Linked DNA regions of Gossypium arboreum: region 2 is linked to region 1. Evidence: chromatin contacts called from public Hi-C data. All regions are on one chromosome and are shown on one strand. The core of a region is the stretch at or near the end of the contact, and the rest is flanking DNA. Distances in the headings are between cores, read along the strand shown.

Region 1 (4,726 bases), core at 892-3,391:
ATGCACATAAATCAATCCCAAAAAAGTGTGATGCCTGTAAAGCTCCAAGTAACAAAGCATAGAATCAAGGAATTTGTAACACACAGAACTTAATAATCATCCATATCAGATAAACATCCAAATTCAAATCCATCTAAACAAAATAAAACTGGTCCATAGAAATTTCAACCCCCGTATTAAAATAAGAATTACCAGATTCTCCAAGATAGAAGTCAACCACAGAAATCCTCCAACCAACAATATGACATAAACCATTCAACACAACAATCATAGAGTTCCTTGTTTTTACATAATACAACAGCAGCACATCCTTCAATGTATATATGAGATATACTACAGTAATGGAAATAAACACTGCCATGAAAGTTTATTGTTGGCTAATGCCCTCACAACAGAATCCATTATTTCAAGGACAGGTTCCATTTCTGGTACAAGTTCCCTACATTTTTCTATACATAAACCAGTTTTTAGCGAGTTTACATTTCTCTCCTTGTTTGACAGGAGTGACATAAAAAAAGGTGGTAGCAACCAAAACCAACAAGCGCGGAACTTGTATCAAAAACAAACTGAGATGAAGATGAGCTTAAGTTTGCTCCTATCAGCCTCTCAGCACACCTGAAATAAGATAGGTATAATAACAAATATCCAAGGATGAAACAACATTCATACATACCTTGAGGTTGGCCAGTTTTTTTATCTTTTATTAAAGCAACCTCTATCACATCTCCATGTTCTTCAAATAAGTGCCGAATCTGACAAAAGATGAATAAATAATATCATTTGTACAGGAAATAATACCAAAAAGCCCAAAATGCAAAATAGCTTAATATTACATCGCATTAATGCTTAAATGGTATTCATTCGAAATATCAAATCGACATCCAGCATATGAAGATAAGTGAATCAAATTACATATCTGGAAGCAAAAGGAGAGTACAAACGGGAGTATGATAGTTTCAAAAGTATCATGCAAAAAATGAACTGACTTACATCCTCTTCTCTAGCCGTCCTTGGTACAGATCCCACAAAAAGTTTGGCAAAATTGCCCCCACCGCCAGCACCACCAAATCGATCTTGACAAAGCAAAAAGAAAATAAAAACAAAGTATAAGTAGATAAAATAAGTAATGTAATGGTCTGGGGATGCAATTATTATGGTCAGAAATCAGTAAAGGAGGATAAAATTCGAATATGGAAAGCAGAATTCAAGATAAATGATCTGTAGCTAAAACCATACATGCATCCAAGGAACAAAAAATTCAAGTAAATATTGAGAACTTGGTAAATTTATACTTCAAAATGGAAGTCCGTCAAATAGAAGCAAATGCTAAGGAAAATGCCCTAAAATCTTTGAATTGACGAATTATTCAATTAGTGGAAGCAGTAAATGAGTGAAAAATTACAATTGAAAAATATAAAATAACTTGGATTGTAAGCAACAAAACGAACCTCTGTTGGGGGAACCACCTCCACGGCCAGAAAATGGAAAAGGTCGTTTCTGTCCCGTATGAGCTGGCTGCAGATGATGCGGTGAAGGGTTTGGATAATTACCCTCAAAACCACCGGCCATAGGCCGAAACCCTCCCCCTCCTCCGCCACCTCCAATTGGTCGAAAGCCTCCACCTCCGCCACCGCTGTTGTGATGCTGACGAGGAGGACTATCGAAGGGACGATGTCCTCCTCCTCCTCCACTGCCACGGAAGTTGCTAGGGCTACGTCGACGGTGTTGGTAGGGATCTTGGGCATCGAACTTATCGTTGAAATTAGTATTGGTGTCGGTGTTAATGCTGTTATAGCGGCTCATAGGAGAAGCGTCGGAGAAACGCGAGGGTCCTCTATAGTAACGGTCGTGATTATTGTTATTATAGTAAGAGTCTTGGTTGTTGTTGGTGGTGGTGTTGTTGCCATCGCCATAGCGGTCGGCTCTGTACCTATCCAGCTTTGCTGAGTGTGTTTAAGCTCAAAGTTGAAGCCCTAAACTTGAAATTTGCAGAAACTAAAACAAAGAGAAAATGTTACTACTAAAAACAAGTTGAAAGAAGAAAATAGATAGAGACCAAAAAATACGCAAAGTGAAAGGGAATTTTGGTTGGAGTTTTCAAGGGGGCAAAGCGGGTCAGGTCACGGCAGGACAAGTCCCTTTATAGGAAGTAGTTTCTGGGCTCCCTAATAATGGCCCAATTTAATTGTTTTGACCTTTTAGAGGTCTCATTTAGCCCAATCTGAATGAAGTTTGAGTTTGGTTTTTCGTGCGATACATCATGAGTTCATTGCCATCTACCAACAAAATATCAGTTAACTCATACGGAGCTTCATTAGAGTCAAACTGAAAATTAAAATTCGAGTTTTGCTTTTCTAAATATATGCTTTCACATCCATTGTTGGAATCGGTGTAGGAAAACCCTGCAATTACCAAATAAAGTTTGTAAAAGGTGATTTACCTTAGTTGCATTTGTTACTAAGCTAATGACTGTCATATAGAGAGCAAGGTTGAGTCCATCCCAGAGGGCCCACAGTTTTGCTTCGGTGCTTGTAGCTCTCGGGATGCATCTAAACGACCCTATAACCCAATCCCTAAATAATTTCTAATAACAGTTCCCGCCCCGACACAACCAGGGTTCTTAAATGCAAAGCCATCCATGTTAACCTTAACAAGGCCAAGTTTAGGTTTTTGCCATCCAATAAGGATGAAACAGGCTTGTGGAACTCTTTTAATGCTACTAGCAGCAAAAAATTTTGTTGCTTTTCCTGTAGTCAAGTTGACGAGAAGATTAGGGTTTGGATTATTGGTAAAGAGTAAGACATTTCTCAATAGACAAATCTCTTATAGCATGAATGTAAACACTAAGGGCCACCGGGCTTTTGGCTTAACCAGCCAGGCTTTTTCAATGATGTTCAAGTCAAGCCAATAGGTCCATTTACTATCCCAATAGGATCTTAAGGGAGCACGGTTTTTAACAGTCGATCACCACCCCTTAGTTATTGTGCATTCTCTAAAGATATGCTCGATTGTTTCCAGGGAGTTTCTACAAAACAAGCAGTCCACGGTTTCATTTAATCACATTTCCCAGTGTCTGAGGAAGTCTTTTGTCGGGATGATTTTTTTGAAGGATTTTTAGAGAAAGAATTGAAGCTTGGGTGGTAGTTTTGCTGTCCAAATATTTTTCCAATGTTGTTCTGACTGGTTGAGATTTAAACTCCTGGTTTCTTGACCATGGATCATTTCATAAGTGCTTTCCAGAGAAAATCTTCCCGAGTTTGTTAAGTTCTAGCAGATTGTTCACGCTTTATATGGGGGAAAGGGTGCATAGGAAAATCTATAGTATATCCCTAGGAATTTGGAATGTTAAGGCCTTTCATTTTCATGACCGTAAATGAATGGATAGCATCATCACAAGTGAGTGGGCCGATTATGATTTTTCTCAAAGGGCCAAGGCCAATCAATTTATAAAGCTAAAATCTAGTATTTCCACTATATTTGATTACCCATCTCAAGCCCTCTTCATTAAAATGACTAGTCTTTTGAAAGGCTTTCGAAATAGGTGATGCGGTGCGATTATGATGATATGGATTTTAGGGTTTCATATACTTGGTAAGAAGAACTCTTACCCACAAACTCCCCCTCTCGTGAATAAGTCGCCAACTAAGGTTGACCATTAAAGCATGATTTCTCTTTTTTGCCTTTCTTATACTAATCCACTAAGGGGCTTTGGTTTAGTGATGGTATCCTAGCTAGTGAGGTGGAGTTTCCTCTTTACTTCTATTCCTCCCAAAGGAAGTTTCTGTTAATTTGGTCAATCATTTTTCATATAAAGGTTGGGAGGAGATTTACTTGCATGAAATAAATAGGGATAGAAGTTGTGGTAGCTTGAATGAGCGTAAGCCTTCTAACTGGGAAAAGAGGTTGGCTTTCCAAGAGCTAAGATTACCACTGTAACACCTTATACCCAACCTGATTGACTGGTTCGAATACAAGATATCACATTAACTCTGAAACAAACTATGAACAAATTTCAACTAAATTGTAAAACTAACATAACTAAAACTGCCAAATATGCTTTTATTAATCATACTTACCTTAGTTAGTTGAACTACTAAATGAACATACAATTATGAATATCTAGATAAAAAGTCTTAACAAGTGAACTTATGTACAATTAACAATAACAGTTCTAATATTTTTAATTAATTTATCTTCGTTGTAAATAAAATACTACAATTTATATTTAGTTACAAAAAGAACATTTTGATCTTACGGCTCAACCTCTAGGTCGCCCCACTATATGCATGTTACAGCTAAGTGTAACACTCATAACCCATACCCATAGCTAGATTAAGGTTGCGTCGTATTACCGTACAATCCAAAACAATCAATAACAATGGCATTAAGTTTACCAAAATAATTAACAATTTCATAAATAATTCAGACTGGAGTAACATATACATTTATGGGCCTTAAATCGAGCCTATGAAGCCTTAAACATAGTTTAGGAATAATCAGGGGCCAATTCGAAATAGATCAAAAGATTTAGGGAAAAAATGAAAAAAATTCAAAATAGGGGTCACATGGCCATGTGACAAAGCCGTGTGACAGAGCCTAGACCATGTGGCTCAGGACATGATCGTGTGGCTACTACGCACGCCTGTGTGATTACTCCGCACGCTCATGTAACTCACTGTGACCGTGTAGCTCAGGGTTACACAGCCATGTCATCAGGTCATGTAAC
Region 2 (4,726 bases), core at 1,614-4,113, 140 kb after region 1:
CATCAATAGTGCACTCTAAAACAAAAGAGAGAAAAAAAACCCGAATGTAGCTCCAGTAACAACTAGTACAGTAACATAACCTCTATAAATCTGAGATTTGTATCACCGTGCTCCCATGATCCAACCAGGAAGTATAACAGTAATAGATGTAATTACCTCCGGCCAATGAATATCCTTTATAGATGAACCATGTTTGATAGATTAAACAATAAGAATAATAAGATAGCTGAGATAAAGAAGTCTAAGATGTAAAACTCCACTAAATTTTCGAGAATATAACCCATAATAATTGATAAAGAGAACGATGATATCCCAAAGAAAAATCCAAAAGAAGAATATCACTCATACACACTGGAACCAGAAGAGGAAAAATTTTAAAATAAATTACTAAATTATGCCACATGGCACAACCACGACTTGCCACATGGCAAAGTTAACGGTGTCAAAGGATGATGGCTTAATTGATTGCTTAAATTCAATTGAGGGCTTAGTTAAGTGCTATTTTCGATTGATTATTGAATTATTTTTAAGGGGGTTTTTTATATAATAAACCTTAAAATAATTTTATTTTTTAACAAAATTATATTATTATGAGGATATTTTTTAATATTTTTATATAAATTCTATAAAATTCACTCAAATAAAATTTGAACATGATAAATTAGCATTTAAATCATAATAGTTAGTATCGTACCCATTCATAAGTAAATTTTATATTTCATTCTTATCAAAATTTATTACAACGAAATATTTATATACCATGATAATTTAGCATTATATATATACATAAAAATATAGCAATTAGAATAATCCTAAACTGATATCAAATTATTTATATTTAATTCTGATCAAAATTTTAATATGTTTCGATAATTTTGATATATTCCACACGATAAATAATAATTAAAAACCTTAACTTTACTATTTCAATTGATTACAATCTTTCAAATAAATAACATGGTGGAGTGTGCCATGCCCAATGGCCCATGATATAGTTGATATTGAAAGTTGAATAAAAACTATGGAGCGACGGGGTGGGGGTCTACAATTAGAATGGGCTTATAGGTTGATGAAAATTGGATGAAGGTTGAAAAGAATGGACAATGGCAGCCAGCCCAAAATAATACATGGTTGGGGGTTATCACTCGCACTGTTCATCCTCACTCAATTAATGTCGGTGGCATATCAACACCAACACGCCCTTCACAATTTCCAACTTTCTGCCGACAACACATCCCATCTACATTTCGGTCACGCGTCTTTTAAATTATTATTCTATTTTTGTACTCAATATTAATTTCTTTAATATTATATCACATTTATTAATATAATTTTTTAAAATATAATAATTTATTCAACCTTTCGTTTTATTTTTCGCTTTTTACTTCTTAAACTCAAATCATCTCAAAATAAAAAAAATTAACATTTACTAGCATCCACGTGGTAGTTCATATATAAATTATATTAGCATTTAATTAATTTTAAAAAATTAAAAATATGTTTTCTTATATATTTTAATTTTAAAATATTATTTTATAAATAATTTTTATTTTTTAATTTTAAAATTAATTAATTATTGACGTGTGACAAAATTAACCAATAACTTTTTCATTATAAATTAATTTCACAAACAATAAAATTAAAAATTAAATAAAATCTAAATACAGCTTAATTATTATTATTATTATTTTAAGTTGGAAGGTAAGATTGTGTCAATTTTTATTAAAAGTTCTTAACATTATAGCTAAGTTTGAAGTTACCAGTTAAATAAACCAATATGCCATAGTCAAATTTATTTAAAAAAAAATTAATATTATAACGTCAACTGTTTCTCTAAAATTTTAATTAAAAATAATAAATATAATTACTTCTTTTGGTTTTTAAAGTTATTTTTGTTTTTATTTAAAATTTCACCTTTTTAATTCTTAAATTTTTATCAAATTACCTAAAATATTAACATACAACTAATTGATATATCAGCATTTAATTACATTTTAAAATATTAAAATAATCTTTTATATTTTGTAATAATTTTAATGATTTTTGAACATCATCATAACTTCATGAATTGACACTCAAAACATGACGATTCCATTTCCCTACTCCATTCCTACATCTCATGGGCATGAAAACATCGCATTTTTTTAAATATATAATTTATATGTAAATATTTATTTTTGGTTAAATTCTGTCATTAGTCCCTATATTTTAAAAAGTATAGGGACTTAGAATGATACAATTGGAGAAATTGGACTAAATTTATAATTGCAAGTATGGCACAATACTAATAATTGAATTTAATCAAATGTATATTTGAAAAGTACAGGGACTAAAAGTGACCAATTTGAAAAGTAAAAGAATAAAATTGATAAAATAAAAGTATAGGGACTAAATCTATAACTTTCACAAAGTATAAGGACTAATAATAAATTTAACCTTTATTTATTGTTGTATTTTCCTTTAATTTATTTAGGCAAAACTGTACTATAAGTCCCTATACTCTTTGTAAAATTAAAATTCAATCCCTAAACTTTTATTTTAAAAAATTAATTTCTATACTTTTATAATTTTAAAATTGAGGTCAAATTGTTAAATACTGTTAAATTTTTTATTAAATTTATTAGTATGATATTTTAAATTAAAATAATCTAATTGATAGCTATATAACTAAAAAAATAAGTTGTAATGACTCTAAATTTAACAAAATAAATTTTAATAGTGTTAGCAAATAACTTATATATTTTAATTTAAATAACAAAAATAATTAAATTTTTAAAATAAAATATAAAGATTAAATTCTAAATTTACAAATAGTACATGTAGTTATAGGATATTTTAACCATTTATTTGTTATATGGTACGAAAAACACAGGTCTCTCGGTTATCAACTCTGTTTCTTTACATTTTATTTAATTTTAATTAATCGTTATTTTATGTATTTTTTTCCTTTCTCTACATGCCCTGCTATTTTGAATCAAATCCATCTATTGTTGTACTTCGCTTCGTCGTCTTTATCATTTCTTTTTCTTTTCCTTTCCACTCACTGGCTAGAAAAACCAGATTTCTATCAGATCTGTAAATTTTCTTTTTAAACTCATCTGTTTACGCTCAAATGCGCCTGATTTTGCCGGCTTAACTTCACTTTTCATTTTGTTTCTTCGTTTGCCGAAAGTTTCCAAATAATGATGATCTTCGGCCCGATCACTCCCGGTCAGGTGCGTTCACTTCAGCATTCTCCAACGCTCTCGGATCTTGCATTTTAAACTTTCTTCTTTTTTATATAAAAAAGAAAAATCTTGTTTTTTTTTTTAAATTTTTTTCTAGGTTTCGTTTTTTCTCGGCGTATTTCCGGTGATTTCAGCTTGGATCTATGCAGAATACTTGCAATACAAGAAAAATTCACTTGCATCCAAGGCGTAAGCTCTGATTTTTTACATTTTGTGACGCGATTACAATTAATTAACGTACTTTATTGGTGAAAAATTAATTTTCTGTTTTCGTATTTCTGTTAGTAGGCATTCTGATGTGAGTTTAGTCGAAATTGGAAATGGTGCCGTTAAGGAGGAAGATAGAGCGGTTTTACTGGAAGGCGGAGGTCTTCAATCTGGTTCTCCTAAAGCGCGGTCTTCAACATCTTCCGTGTCTCCAATTGTCAAGTTTGTCATTGGAGCCTTGATTTCTTTTCTTTCCTTCTCATTTCTTTCTATTTTGATCAGGTACTGAATTTATATGCTTTGATTTTGTTAAGGTTTCTTATGATGGATGAAACTTTCTTGATTGAGAATCGGTTGACACTTCGAGCAATGTAAGTGAATTTTTTATTTGTTGATTAATATTTGAATCATTTCTTTCAGAGATTTAATAGTATGTAACTTAACTTGCTCTCTTTTTTTCAATTCTTTTTGTTTTTTCGTCTTATAGATCTGAATTCGGTGTTCTTTTGGCATACTATTACATATGCGACCGTACTGATGTATTTGCCTCTTCGAAAAAGGTGAAGATGATTACTTCAGTATATAATTCATAGTTATAGTATTGTGTCTAAATAGAATAATAGATACTTGTTAAAAGATAAAAATGAACTTTAATTGAAGTTAACAACTGCTGAGCACTCTGTTCTTCTTATAAAATATTGCAGTAAGTCATGGATTTCAAATTTAGTTTTGCTGCAATAAATAATCATTTAAAACTATATTATTGCTTGCTAATTAAGTTCTCTCATTCATTGTATGTCTATGCAGAGTTACAACCGGGATCTTTTCTTGTTCCTCTACTTTCTTCTCATCATAGTTTCGGCAATAACTTCATTCAAGATACACCATGATAAGTCACCATTTTCAGGGAAATCTATACTTTATTTGAACAGACATCAAACTGAGGAGTGGAAAGGTTGGATGCAGGTTTGTAATTCTTTGAAATGATGCAATAAACCCGCAAAATTTTATTCTTGAAAGATCTTCGTTTACTTGTAATAATAGAATGTGTTGGGTTGCATAGAAAGTGCAAACATTTGTGGCCAATGCTGCTTACACGCAAACTGTTCCAGCATTGCTGAACAAGGATTGTTGATAGTCTTGTGCTTACTTTTCCCCCATTTATTTTGCAGGTCTTATTTTTGATGTACCATTACTTTGCAGCATCAGAGATTTACAATGCTATCCGAATTTTCATTGCTGCTTATGTTTGGATGACTGGATTTGGGAACTTCTCATATTATTATGTGCGC

What was found. A called contact is a pair of places that touch in the nucleus more often than the background predicts.
Region 2: a Hi-C map of leaf shows a contact between it and region 1, with 4 times the contacts expected there. The contact joins the promoter of LOC108489526 here to the promoter of LOC108489196 in region 1. A contact is called at or near these places in 2 of 5 Hi-C or Micro-C datasets (both in leaf).

Annotation. Positions count from the first base shown.
Region 1 is chr10:111,602,291-111,607,016 of ASM2569848v2, forward strand. It overlaps LOC108489196 (flowering time control protein FCA), which reads right to left and starts at 2,142. Exons shown (of 19, transcript XM_017793542.2): 1 at 1,449-2,142; 2 at 991-1,073; 3 at 674-752. The coding sequence starts at 1,803.
Region 2 is chr10:111,740,533-111,745,258 of ASM2569848v2, forward strand. It overlaps LOC108489526 (protein REDUCED WALL ACETYLATION 2-like), which reads left to right and starts at 2,864. Exons shown (of 16, transcript XM_017794147.2): 1 at 2,864-3,215; 2 at 3,325-3,416; 3 at 3,513-3,656; 4 at 3,749-3,805; 5 at 3,922-3,994; 6 at 4,242-4,400; 7 at 4,607-4,726. The coding sequence starts at 3,183.